2 separate regions of the Mus musculus genome follow, and region 1 is linked to region 2. The links are chromatin contacts, called in public promoter capture Hi-C maps. All regions are on one chromosome and are shown on one strand. The core of a region is the stretch at or near the end of the contact, and the rest is flanking DNA. Distances in the headings are between cores, read along the strand shown. Region 1 has its middle 14 kb from the start of Gm22950. Region 2 holds the start of Vangl2 (VANGL planar cell polarity 2).

The links. Promoter capture Hi-C pulls out the DNA fragments that hold promoters and counts their contacts.
Region 1: a promoter capture Hi-C map of the HPC-7 cell line shows a contact between it and region 2. The contact joins the enhancer-like site here to the promoter of Vangl2 in region 2. A contact is called at or near these places in 5 of 39 promoter capture datasets (the C10 cell line, the HPC-7 cell line, hematopoietic stem and progenitor cells and 1 more), 1 of 15 datasets of contacts at CTCF or cohesin (large pre-B cells), 1 of 484 Hi-C or Micro-C datasets (bone marrow-derived macrophages), 3 of 115 datasets of contacts at active chromatin or transcription factors (bone marrow-derived macrophages, embryonic stem cells and large pre-B cells) and 1 of 9 other capture datasets (liver).

Annotation. Positions count from the first base shown.
Region 1 is chr1:171,744,228-171,751,513 of GRCm38.p6, reverse strand. No RefSeq gene overlaps it. Among named protein-coding and RNA genes, the nearest start is that of Gm22950, 14 kb to the right of the region's middle. Within about 2 kb of position 3,388, at least 7 of the 459 cell types and tissues checked have an H3K27ac peak or open chromatin away from gene starts, as enhancers often do. A contact at or near this core is called in the HPC-7 cell line, where this site is marked.
Region 2 is chr1:172,024,455-172,031,053 of GRCm38.p6, reverse strand. It overlaps Vangl2 (VANGL planar cell polarity 2), which reads left to right and starts at 3,759. Exons shown (of 8, transcript NM_033509.4): 1 at 3,759-4,056.

The DNA.
Region 1 (7,286 bases), core at 2,139-4,638, 280 kb after region 2:
TAGAAGCACAGGGCCTTGTGTGAGCCAGGGTAAGTCATAGTGCTGTGGAGATTGCTTTTTTATCTATAAAACAGTGCAATGCTGCACATGCTATGTCATGTAGAAGGTGCTCTGAACCCCACTCAGGACCAAAGTAATTGTTCCCAAATGCTGTGAGTATTAGTGTTTCAGCTGAGTTCTTCTCCAGATGCCTCCAAGTAGTTCTTTACTGCAATCAACCCATGTCTAGAAACCGGTCAGTTGGCAGATAAATCAATGTAGAAGTCCAGTCCCCTTGAGTTGGAGCAGACATGAAAAGTCAGACTTCTGGAAGTGAACAAAAACCTTTGCTGCAACTGAATCCAAAATTCCACTTCTGCTCAGGACTTCCATCTTACCTCACAGGCAATTTTCCTGTTTTCCAGCAATCCCCCAATAAACTCTCTGCAAACTGACATGTCCAAAAGAAACCCCTGGACAAATGGTTAACTGTGATGCCTATTAACGTACATCTCGCTGGCCTCAGGCTCTCTTGGTATAGGAAGGAAGTACCTGATTCAGAGTCTAAGATGATGACATCTCCTCTCAGTTCTCCTCACCCTGCCCCATACCCCAAACCTCTCCAGCCCGGACGCTTCCCTTTCCCCAGCTTCTCATTCCTATGTAACCAAGACATTTCAGCTGTGAGTGTTCTTAGCTCTTGGTCTCCTTTGCTCTCTTGGTCTGTTGCTCCCCTCCCCCATTTTCCCACTCCTCCCTCTCTCTTCTCTTGGCCTGGTCCAGTCTGCTAGCCATGTTCACTGTGACATTTTCTCTCCATGCGCTGGACTCTTTCAGAGGCCTCTGGCTGTTTTCTTCAATCACATCTTCTCCTTAAGCATACCTTAGAACAGTTCTCATTTCATTTAGGAACAAATCTCCATTTCAGAGTCTAGTGTTTAAAAGCCTGTCCGAAGATATCTCACATAATTTGAGGGTAGGGGTATTAAACCAACAGCGTATGTAATATATCATTTGATTGCTAGTTTCCTTGACTTTGTTTTTGGTGGATTCATGGCAAGCAGAGTGTTTTCTTTTTTTTTTCTTTTTTTTTTCCACACCATATCAAAACTCTCAAGAGAGGAACAAAAGAGGACAATTAAAATAGCAAGGTCATAAGGAAAAGTGAATAGCTGGGGTAGGGGTGGGAGGCTCAGTGCTTCTGAGCTGGAGAAGTTTATAGCATGGGGATGAGGTGAGAAGAAGTAAGTATTTGTGATGCTACAGGAGCCTGGAAGCCAGCATGTGCTTTGTTACACTAAGAGGCACCACTGATAGCCATTCATCCCCTCTACCAATGGTAAGGGAGTGGGATCCTTCGTTAGAGGGGCCCAGGCTTCACAAGTTTCTGAGGAATGTTGACTTTTGTTTAACCACCAGAACTTGGGGTAGTGGAGTTTTCTTTGGACCTGATGTTGCTTTAGAAAAATTATTTTGGCACAGTGATCAGATTTACTTAAAATTAAAATCTGGGAGAAATAATGGTTTCCTATTATCTATACTGGAAGAATTAAAGACCTAACTCAAAAAGTGCCCATTGGAGGGGAGAAGCTGTCCACCAGAGCCACTTAGTATGTAGACTTGGCAGGTGTACACAGGGAAGCACAGTAGAGAAACGGCAGACACAACCTCTCCATGGTATGGTTAAGGCAAAAGCTTTTATTGTATATAAAAGGGAGAAAATATCCAGATGCAGATAGAAGAGAGCAGAGCAGAAAGAGAAAGAAATAGCATGAACATGGCCAGCAGACTGGACATTGCCAGGGCTATCTACAAGAGAGGGAGGAAGAGTAGGGGATAGAGTAGAGAGAGCATAGAGGATAGAGGGAGCATAGAGAATAGAGAGAGCATAGAGAATAGAGAGCATCGTGAGAGAAGCAGGAGCAGAACATACAGAAAACAGTGAAAATAGCAAGGTTGTAAGCAGAATGAGTAGCTGGAGGAGGGGAAGGTCAGAACACTAGTGTGGGGGCTTTGAAATGTATAACAAATGCTTGTGAGTAAGGACTGGGGGATCCTGGAAGCCAGCATGGACCTTCATATTCTGATAGACGCTAACAGTATATGTTAATTAAAGAACCACGTGTCCCTTTTGCCAGAGGTAAGGGAAATGACTCTTTCTTTTGGCTGATGGGAACAAGCTTTGAAAGATCCTGAGGAATGGTGGCTTTTATTTAACTATCAGAAATCCTCCTAGTACGGGTTCAGTTCATGTCCAGATAGTTGGACTGCCTCTAGGAGTTTGTGGAATTGAAGATTCTTTTGGACCTGACAGCAGAATTTGATGTCTATTTGAATGCTGGACATGAGGGACACTATGACATTTAGCTGTGAGGTTTAGTCTCCTGCAAACCTAGAAGTAGAAAAAACTTTGGGGCATAATTGGGAGCAAGGAACATAAGGTGAGTTGTCAGTTTGAGAAATGTTTGGTTGAAATATTTACAGTTCATCTAAATGGAAGATTCCAGGAAATATTTGAGTACATATACCGACTGTAAGAGAATAATCTAGAAACAAAACTCAAAATTAAAACAATCTTAGAAGTCACCTATTTTAGCTCTCTCACCTCACTCTGAGAAAAGCTCGACTTAAAGGCTAACACCTTTAAGGGACTTACCATGAAGTGAGTTTTTACAAAGATGTGACCAGAAACCAGATCTCTTGGGTTGAAGTCAGTGCACCCAACTCCTGGTTAAGTTCCTTTTTTTTTTTCTTTCTCTCTCCTTTTTTCTATTTATCTTTATGCTTCCCGATGTAACAGTGAATGAGATACAATGTTGCTAAATGTGTTTGTTGAACATACTAATTCTACTTATTATTTGGGGGTAAGGTTGATCCCTTCTATAAACATCATCACTGAAATTATATTTTAGAGGCATCTTGGAAGTCATCAGACCCAGGGAAATCCAATTTAGCCACCAACATTTGCATTTTACCCCCCTCCACTTCCTCTAAGCAAAACCTGTTGCTCAGGTCACAACCATGGGAAGATTTTGTGCTAAATCCTCTGATTCAATTGAGAAGACGAATGAAAGCAAACATTAAAATATTTGGGTATTGAAATCATGTAATCAATTATCTTATTTTACACTTGAAGGAACTTGAACTAAGAGCTCTTATCTTGAGTTAGACACTTTAAAGTCCTAAATGAGGAAGAAGGAAAGTAGCAGTCTGGAACAGAAGAAGATAACACACTAGTTAAGCCCTCACTGTATGCTTGACCTTGTGTGGCATGATTGAGTGCAATTTTCTCCCTTGATACCCATAGAAAGATCATCTACATATTTTTCACACAAGGAATGTTCATTCTTCCTAGAGTTCTACAATTAGTAAATGGTAATTTTGGAACATAAACCCCAAATTGTCTGACTCCAGAGCCCATGCCTCATCTTCTATGGCATAGAGTCTATGGTATGCAACCTCTAGAGGTTTCTGGTACCATTCCAAGCATTAGGTATAAACCTGGAGATCAAAGAACCGTTGCTGGTGCTTTCTCTAGAAGCCAGTGAACCTGCCTGTCTTGTCATCCTCTCAAGGCCTGGAAAGTTCTAGGATCTAAGAGAATTCAGGAGATTCTTCTGATTGGCAGGGGATGCCCAATGTTGCATCAGTAAAGGCAGGCGTTATCCTGGACCTACAGTGTCAACTCTGCCGCTAACTAATCAAGAGGCCTCGGGAAAGCCACTTCTCTGTGATGGTTTTCCAAGATGGAAGAAAGCATAGAGAAATGTAAATTTTGTGGGCTTCCCTGTTGATTTCCCAAGCTTCTCTACAACACTCCTCTCTGTCACATCATAGGTCTAAAGGGTCAATGTGTGAGGGAAAGTGAGTCTCTTCTCAGAAATGTATCTTGGCTTTGGAGAACAATTGCTTTGAGTCTTAACAAATGAGTAAGAGTTTATTGGATCAATGAGGAGGAGGCGGGTTCCAAGAAGTGCAAAAGTTTGAACAAAGGCGCAGGGTATTTCTGAGGAGTTGCAAATGCAGAAAAGTTGCAGCATTTGGTGAAGAGCTGGGGAAGGGGGGCGGGAGGGTTAAGCTAGAAATGAGAAAGGAGAAATCCACAGAAACCAAGTCATGCAAGGTGTTGTCGGAAGCTTGGGCGCTCTAAGGAGCATGACGGTGTGGTCAGTAAACTTCTGCTTTAGAAAGGTCCTTCTGCTCCATGTCCCTGTTCTTCGTCAGAGATAGCAAGGCTAAGAGAGGTGCTCCTGCTCTTTAGAAGGTAAAGAGATGGACAGAACTACAACACCACCAGTTTATAGCCCTGGTCTATTTGCTAATTGTAGTGGTTAATCTTGACTGTCATCTTGATGGGATTCCAGAATCAACCAACCCTTGGGGCCAATATCTGGGGCGTTTTCAGGAATTAAAAACTGAAAGAAAAAGTGTAGGGTAAAAAAAAAAAAACGTCTGAGCTTATGTCCAGGTTTGAAAACCCACCAAATCCCGAGTTCAAAATCCCACCAATCCCTGATCTTGAAATCCCACCAATTCCTGGGCTCACCCCAAGCTCAGGACTTGAAACCCCACCAATCCTGGAAATCCTTATCCTGGAAAACTGCTGCCAAGAAACCCTGTATAAAGCCTGCCTCCAGCTCAGTTCCCTCCTGCTTCTCAAAGGAGCAGAGGCAGCCATTGTCTTTCCCAGTAAGTTTCTTGCATGAGGTTTGTTGTGCAATGTGACTTGGTGGTGTTCCTTGACTCCCACCTTCCAGGACAACTTTCCCTTCAGAGCTATAAGACTTGCATTGGGGAAACCTTTCCCCTCAGAGCTGTAACACTCACAAAAAGACACTTGCCTGGAGTGGATGGGACCGTTTAGTGGGTGATTCAATAAAATATCCTGGTGCATGCTGATTGGCCTAGCACGGCTTCCTGCTTGTGTCTATTCTCCTAGTTGCTTTCACTGTCCTCCACTAACACCTGACTCCAGCTTCTTCAGTCTTCCAATACAGACAGACAACTAGGACAATCCAGGACATCAATAAGAGGCTGGGACAGCCTCATGGGTTCTCAGCCGCTCCAGCATGCAGAAAGCCATTGCTCCACTTTAAGCATTCTATGTGTACATTCCAGACAACCCTGCTAGCATACTATTCTGGAACGCTCTGTTTCCTTTCCCTCTCCTCTTTCCTCTCCTCGTTCCAGTCCCCAAGTTCCTCTCCCTACAGAGGAAGAATCTTCCCATGTTATCCAGGTGGCACCTGGAATTCTTTTGTCTGCACCTCTTGAACAGCTGAGTTCACAGACTCATGCCATCATGCCTGGACTTTTCTTGACTAAATCAACGAAAAACTCATCTGTCCTCTTCTCATTGATAATGTGATGAGTGTTTGGTTGAAAATGATTATTTGTTTTGAGAGCCTAAGCAAGAATCTATAAAAGGAAGGTCCTATGTGGGTAAAGAGGGGGACACCAGTGTTTAACAAGATCTCAGGATTTTAAAGGCTCATCAGTGAGAAATAATAAAGGCTAACTATTCATGGATTTATCTTTCTAAGTTTTGATTTAAAAACTTAGAAAGTTTAAGAATATTAAGAGATGTATACAGAGAAAACAAAGACACGGTAGCACACACATGTGTCATCCCAGAGCTTAGGAAGTAGAGACAAAAGGATCAGAAATTCAAGTCCTGCCTCAGCTACAGTAAATTCAAAGCTAGCTGGAGATACATGATACCCTATTTCAATACCCAATTCTGAACAACAATAAAACACAACAACAACAAAAATCCACCTTTATAGCCTGTCTACTTAGTTAGTTGGCTATGACTGAATAGCTATTCTTTAATGCTTTGCTCCATTTTAATTCTCTCTCTCTCTCTCTCTCTCTCTCTCTCTCTCTCTCTCTCTCTCTCTCTCGCCCTTTTCTTCTTTTCTCTCCCTCTCCCCATCTATATGTGTATGTGTTATATAGTATGCATGTATGTGAATATATACTTATACATATATAGGCATATGTATAGGCATATATGTATATACAAATATATATCACATATATGTTTGTTACCTTTCCCTTTACAATGATGAGATACTTGACAAAATCACTTAAAGGAAGAAGGACTTATTTGGGCTTGCAGCCTAGATGTCCAGTCCATCACGCTGGGGAAGGCACGGTGGCAGTGGCTCAGCTGTGGAAGCTGTAGATGAAGGCGCTGGTTATAGTGTATCCACCGTCCGGAAGCAGAGAGAGAGATGGATACTGAAGCTGCACTTACTTTCTCCTGCTGCTTTAGACCAGGATCTCAGTCTGTAGGATGGCGATGCCCACCTTCAGGAGGGGTCTTTTTTCTCCAGTTAAGCCTTCCTAGTAAGCCCCTCACAGACACAGCCAGAGGTTTTGTCTCCTAGGTGATTCTAAATACCATCAAGTTGATAGTCAAGATTGATCATCATAAAACATGTATCGCCAGGTGGTGGTGGCGCACGCCTTTAATCCCAGCACTTGGGAGGCAGAGGCAGGCAGATTTCTGAGTTCAAGGCCAGCCTGGTCTACAGAGTGAGTTCCAGGACAGCCAGGGATATACAGAGAAACCCTGTCTCAAAAAGAAAAAAGAAAAAAAGAGAAAAAAAAAGTATCATTTTCCTAAACTATCGAAGATTATGTATATTACGATCCTTTATCCCTAACTTTGGTGTGCATAGCTAGGACAGTCTCTCAGTTGACAGGAGCAAAAACAGGCTGTTTCAAGTTGGTAAGGGTGGGAATTTTAGTATCGTAATAAACTGCAGGTCACTTCCAGACACTCTGGATTCATCTACACCTGCCCCAGTGGCTTCAGCACATTTAGTCCACCTTGCTTTCCTCTTAGCCAATTGCACACCACCATCACCATCCCACGCTCTCCAGAAACCAACCTCATGAGATTTTGTTTGCATAAGCCTGTACTGGCTAGTTTTGGGTCAACTTGACACAGCTGGAGTTATCACAGAGAAAAGAGCTTCAGTTGAGGAAATGCCTCCATGAGATCCAACTGTAAGGCATTTTCTCAATTAGTGATCAAGGGGGAAAGGCCCCTTGTGGGTGGGACCATCTCTGGGCTGGTAGTCTTGGTTCTATAAGAGAGCATGCTGAGCAAGCCAGGGGAGGCAAGCCAGTAAAGAACATCCCTCCATGGCCTCTGCATCAGCTCCTGCTCCCTGACCTGCTTGAGTTCCAGTCCTGACTTCTTTCAGTGATGAACAGCAATGTGGAAATGTAAGCTGAATAAACCCTTTCCTCCCCAACTTGCTTCTTGGTCATGATGTTTTGTCCAGGAATTGAAA
Region 2 (6,599 bases), core at 2,510-5,009:
GGCATGGAACAGGGAGGGGCAGGAAGTTTGACTAGAAATTTACTGGGGCACTGTGTTTCTGTGGAGGGATTTCTGTTACCTCATTACTAACTTTTGCGTGAATAGAATTAAGGTTTGAAGAAATAAGTGTCTATGCATTCAACATCCAAGAATGGTAAGCCAGACACGGTGGTATTTGGGAAGCTAAGACAGGAGGCTTTTACTTTTTTTTTTTTTTTTTTAAAGATTTATTTACTTGATGCATGTGAGTACATTGTTGCTCTCCTCAGACACACCAGAAGAGGGCATCGGATCCCATTCCAGATGGATGTGAGTCACCATGTAGTTGTTGGGAATTGGAACTCAGGATCTTTGGAAGAACAGTCAGTGCTCTTAACTGCTGAGCCATCTCTCCAGCTTGGGGTTTTACTTTTAAAAAATTTTATTTTTTATTTTACCTATTCAATTTACATCCCGCTCACTGCCCCTCCCACAATCCTTCCCATACCTCACCCTCCCCTTTTCCTCTCAGCAGGTGAGGGTCCTCCTGGTATTCCCCTACCCTGGCACTTCAAGTCTCTGTGAGGCTAGGTGCATTCTTTCCCACTGAGTCCAGACAAGGCAGTCCAGCTGGAAAAACATATCCCAGGTACAGGCAACAGCTTTTGGGATAGCCCCATTCTGGTTGTTCAGGACTCACATGAAGACCAAGCTGCACATCTATTACATATGTGCAGGGAGGCCTAGGCTCAGCCTGTGTATGCTCTTATGTTGGTAGTTCAGTTTCTGAGAGCTCCAGTGGTCCAGCTTAGTTGACTGTTGGTCTTCCTGTGGAGTTCCTATCCTCTCTGGGGCCTGAAATCCTTCTTCCTGCTCTTCCATAAGAGTCCCTTAAGCTCCATCCACTGTTTGGCTGTGGTTGTCTGCATCTGTCTGAGTCAGCTGCTGGGTGGAGTCTCTCAGGGGACAACCATGGTAAACTCCTGTCTGCAAACATAACAGAGTCTCACTAATAGTATCAGGGATTGGTGCTTGGCCCTGGGATGGGTCTCTGGTTGGGCCGGTTATTGGTTGGCCGTTCCCTCAGTTTCTGCTCCATGCCCTGTCCCTGCATTTCTTGTAGACAGGATAAATTTTGGGTCAAAAGTTTTGTGTGTGTGTGGGGGGGGGGTTGGTGTCTGTATTGTTCCACTAGGGTTCCTGCCTGGCTACAGGAGGTGGCCTCTTCATGTTCCATATCCCCAGTGCTGTGACTCACAACTAAGGACACCCCCATTGAATCTTGGGTGCCTCCCTTATCCCAGATCTCTGTCTCCTCCTGGATATGCCCCCTACCTCCTCACCCCCATCAGTTGCAGATTTCCATTCATTCTCATGGCCATCTGGCCATCCCTGACAGGAGGGTTTTAAATTCTAAACTAGCCTTACTACCAGAAGAGATCTGGACTATGGAATGAAACAAATAAACCCCCAAAGTCCAATTTGTCCCCCTATGTATTCCTTCAGGTTCCTGGCCTCCCTAGTTTCCAACCTCCCTCTGACTCTGCAGGTTTTCCTCAAAGGGAAAATTGTGGTTAGATGCCACCTACCTGGGTGCTCTTCTTCTTCCTAAAGAATTAGGCTAAGTCCTTCAGATCCTGAATGCCTGACCCTTGTCTTTGGGTCTTGGCTTCACTACTCTCTGAGATTTGAAGATGTGTGAAATTCATTCTAAGGGCGAGAGTGGAGGCTTGTTCAGAGAGTTGTTGGATAGGAAGCACTAGAATGATTACATTTAATGTCAGACACCTGTTTAAGGCAGTACTCTCCTTGCAGATGTAACTTCTCAATTACATCTGGTTCTGGGAGGAGAGGAAGAACTGAGTGTATTCCCGTTTCACACTTAACAGACATCAATCCTGAAGTCTCCCGTACGTACGTTCGTGACATCTTGACTTACATCTCAAACTTCAGCTGGGGCCCGCTCTACAAAGTCATTTGTAATTCTGACGTCAGAAACTCATTTCCAATTCTTTGGGGCCTGTCTCCGGGTCTGGGAAACAAGCTGGCAGAATGTGAATATAATTTACACTAAACATAAAAGAGATCCTGCCCGCAACGTAATGTGGCAGTTCTAACACTGTCAAGTTATAGACTAGTGCTCAACACTGGAGGTGTGCTTTGGACAGGTAAGGGGACTCTGAGGTCTTTCTGTCTCCTTTTACTGTCTTCCACTGTTCTGCTCTTTCCTTGCATTCCTGGTGTGGTTACAGGACCCCCAGAGCAGTCCAGTGCCTGGCACATGACAGACGTAGGTGAAGGAAGGTCATTGTGTTTGCAGAGACTGTGGTACTTGAAACTATGACTGTATTTCATTCACGTCGTCTTAACGCTAAGTTCTTTGCTAATATGCGGGAACAGTGGCTGGAGAGAAACAAGGGTTTGGGCAGAGCTGAAGGGAAGCAGCGTTTGTTTAGCTTCTTCACCTTTGAACAGCCATATGCGGACAAAGACAATCTGTCCTCATTTGGGGACTGGTTCGAATGTATAACAGAGATGTGCCTGAGTTTTAGGGAAGACTCCATTAGAGAAAGGAACAGAGACTGGGAGTCGCCTTCTCTGGGATTTCTTAATCACAGGGTTGGGAGGGGCAGGTATCAGAATTGGAAGGTGGAGATGGTGGGGGTGTGGAAACGTGTTCGAAGATGCTTTTGAAGCGGCACTGTTCTAGGTAAGTGGCAGGTTACAAGGTAAATAGTACTAGCAGCAATGTAATAATGTAATAATACTTTTGCTTTCATTCACTCCGAGGGCAACCTGGCCTTCCCACAGCTACTTTATGGTGGGCTCGTCCCTGTTGGGTTCCTAGGCACTTTAGCAACTCTAACTGGTTTGTTTCTTAGTGTGCTCTGAACTGGAAATGCCCTAAATGTGCCAGATATTTTATTCTAGCCTACATTCCCTGGGTCCTACCTGCAAAGCTAAATTAGCCAAAAGTTTTGGAGTTCCGCATCCACCCGGGTTTTTTTTTTTTTTTCCTCTCTCTCTAGGCTTCCTGGGAGAAGGCCCCCCTCTCCTCTGGTGCCCCAAGTCGCGGGCCCTCGTCTTCTCCCCCTCCCCCTCTCCCCTAGGGCAGGATTCCCTTTGTAATTAATCCCAACACTCAAACCAGAGGGGAGGAAAACGTGTTAATGAGTGAGCGTCCCAGTCTGACTAGGCGGTCTTCGCTCACAGCTAGAACACCGAGTAATTAAATTATTTTTGGAAGAAGGAGGGGTATGGTGTCAGGGAAATACCGTATACATGGGAGAGGGGCCTGTCTCTTGTCACTAATTAATATCAGGGATGACCCTTTTCGCAGTTCTAGGCCGGAGGGGACCAATCTTCCCCACGTCTCAGATTCCACTGGAGTTTGTGAGACCAGGTTTGTGGTTCTAAAGAAGAGAATATGGCCAACATCAGGGCCTAGGGGAAAGGTTTTCAATCGGGGGTCGAAGAAGACAGCTCCAAGAGGGGCTGCGGGCTGGACCAAAGCCAAGAGCCGAGGCAGCTTCGAGCACACCTTCCTGGCCAGGTCTGGAAGCCAGGAGCGGATTCCCAGGATCCAGAGGGCGCAGGGCATGGCCAGGCGCAGGGCTGGGGGTGCCGCGACTCGGGGAAGAGCCGGGCCGCAGACAATGGACGCAGCAGCGGGAGGGGCGGCGGCTGCGGGAACAGCCGGGAGGCGGCACCTGGGAGCTCTCTCCCCGCCCCCTGCCCCCTTCTGGTCCCCTCCCCCTCTGGTCCCCTCCCCCTCCGCCGCCGGCTCCAGATCTGATTCCTGATCCCCGATTGCTTGGTTCTGGGTCCCGCCATGGGAGCCTGAGTGCCCTGCAGTCCCCTCCGGCCCCCTGCCCCCGGGGCCTCGAGGGGGAAACAGGCGAGTGGTCTGGGACGGAGCCGGGGTGAGCGACCTCAGGAGCCCCCCTCGTCAACCCCCATCGCCCGCGCTGCCGGTTCTGGAGCGCGGAGTTCGGAAAGACCGGGTGCGCTGCGGATACAAAGGCGCGGAGCGGAGTGGGGCGTGCGCCCAGTCCACCGGGCTGTTCGCAGTGGCGGGTGAGTGGCGGGCCGCGGGGGCGCGGGCAAAGTTTGCGGAAAAAAAAAAGGAAAGAAAGAAAGAAAGCAACAGAAAAAAGAAGGAAACCATGCAAAAGACCAGGGAGCGCCCGGCCCTGGAGAAAGCAGGATGGCTTCTGGGGGAAGGGGGGCTTGAGGCACCCCCTTCCGGTCTGTCCTCCACTGCACAGCGGAGTAACCCCAACTTTGGGGAGGGGAAGGGGCGTATGGGGAAGGGGCGGAGCCCAGGCCTTAAGAGCCGGGGACTTTCCTGGGCCGGGGGGCCCAGGGCGGGCGCCTGAACGATCCCAAGGGAACCCATTGAAGCCGGGGATTGGGTAGCGTGTGTTGGAGGTGGTGGGAGAGGCCGTGGAAGGATCGGAGGCTGGAGGTATTGGAAGCTGAAGGTATGTAGGGATGCATACACACCTTTGGAGTGTGGGGAGGAAGGGGCAGGTATGTGTTTAGGGGGTAGAGTGGATCCTTGAGAGATGGCCCCGCACAGCAGTGTGTGTGTGTAGCCCAAGGATGGGACTTGCGGCGATACTGGTGAATGTGTGTTGGGGTGTGTGTGGGGAACCAACGACATCATATTTGTCCCTTGTCCTATTTACTCATCGAAGGTCCTAAGCACTGCATTAGTGAGTTTTAAAGGGTTGGTTGGGGGATCAGTATGCATGATTCTTTGTTTTGTGTGTGTATGTGTGTGTGTGTGTGTGTGTGTGTGTGTGTGTGTGTGTGCATATACGCTTTGACGTACTGCGTGTTCCTGCAGGTGGGCCCTGGGTTTGGATGTGTAGATGTTTCTCTCTCTCTCTCTCTCTCTCTCTCTCTCTCTCTCTCTCTCTCTCTCTCTGTGTGTGTGTGAGAGAGAGAGAGAGAGAGAGAGAGCTGACCACACACATCTGCTGTGTATTTGGGTATGTATTTGTGTGTATACTCAAGGGAAGGGGTGTGTGTCTGTGTGTGTATGTGCTGAGAGAGGGGCTTATGGGAAAGAGATGGGCAGGTATTAGAGAAGGTGGGTTTATAAAAGCTGAATGGGTGGTAGGCATATATGGGGTAGGTGTGTATGCACCTGTGTGGTGGGAAGGGGTGTGAGTGTGTGTGTGTGAATCTGTGCTCTTGTGAGTAACCTGTACTGATGGATAGCTGTGGATATGTGCTCGTCTTTGCTAGTGTGTATTTTGAGTGTGTATTGGGGGTACCTCTTGTCTCTGCAGGCAGATTTTCCTGGCAGAAAGCCCACAGGGAAGGCTGTCTGCAGGATTTGAATGGCCCTGCCTAGATTCAAGGGTAGTGTCTTGAGTGTGTGAGACCCCTGTGAGGATTGTGCATTGGGGGGGGGGTAGTGAGTAGTGAGTTGTCTTAGGTGATGTTTATTTGGGGAGATGGACTTTTCTGGGAGCTGGTGTGTGTTGTGGGGGCTGGGGAGGTGGAGGAGCCCAGTCGTCTTAAAGGAATTTTGGGGTTCAGGAGTCAAGGACATAATAGTGGCCTTCCTCGCTGTCACAGGCTGGGCTTTAGTGCCCTTTGAGGCCATACGCTTGGCTTCTCTGACCCAGTTACTCTCTTTGAGGCCACGGCTCTCTTGGAAAGCCATCTTGAAGGTGGCTACTTCAGAGCCCTCCAACTCTGCCTTGCCTCTAGGATCCTGAGGGGTGTGGGCTGGAGGCTAGAAGCGGCATACACCAAGGCATGAGGCCTGGCAGGGAGCGGTAGGGTCGATAAAGTGACATGGGGTGCTTCTCTGGGAGTTTCTGCAAGTGGGTCCAAGTAGTTTATCCTGCAGTTTTTTTAAAAATTAGAAGCACACTCTGGATGGAGTGTTTGTGTGTGTGAATATGTGTGTGTATATGTGTGCATGCATGTATGTGTGTCTGAGAGTGTGTGTGTGCACACGCGTTCAAGTGTGTGCATATGAGTGTGTTTCTGTGTAAATGTGTGTCCGTTTATGTTTGTTGGAGTTGAGCTTTCAAGAGGGCAGACGTCCACTTGGTGGGAAAAGGGTCTGTATTCATCCTCGTGAGAGCGGGTGAAAGTCAGACTGGGGGATAGACATCTCTTCCTCCCTGAGAGGTAGCAGCTACCTCCTTTCCCTTTGCTCTTGTTCCTTCCTTTTTGGGGTGACGGGAAGACAGGGGTTCTCATTTCCTCTGGGACCCAAGCCTTCTTCCCAGCTGCACATTCTCAACTCTTCTTCTTGCTGCCAGAGGCTAGTTAGGCGGAGACACTGGTTTTAAGACGGGGGCTGGAGTTGCACATGCCCATTAGGGTCCTGGGTAATTGCCACTGGAATGTTGGTCTCTAATGGGCATGTGCAGTTGGAATGTTCCATCTTTAGCCCTCAGAGATCCCTACCCTCCATAAAGCCTGGGGAGAAGAGGGGGAGAGGGCTAGAAAACATTGGGGCAGGAAGAGGCAGCTATGAAAACTCTGTCCCCGCCCAGTGTCCCATCTCTTCAAGCCAGGCACCTATCAGATGGTTTTTCCCAGGGCCTGCAAGGTGCCCCTGTCCGAGGCAAGTGGCCTGGCTTTCTGCA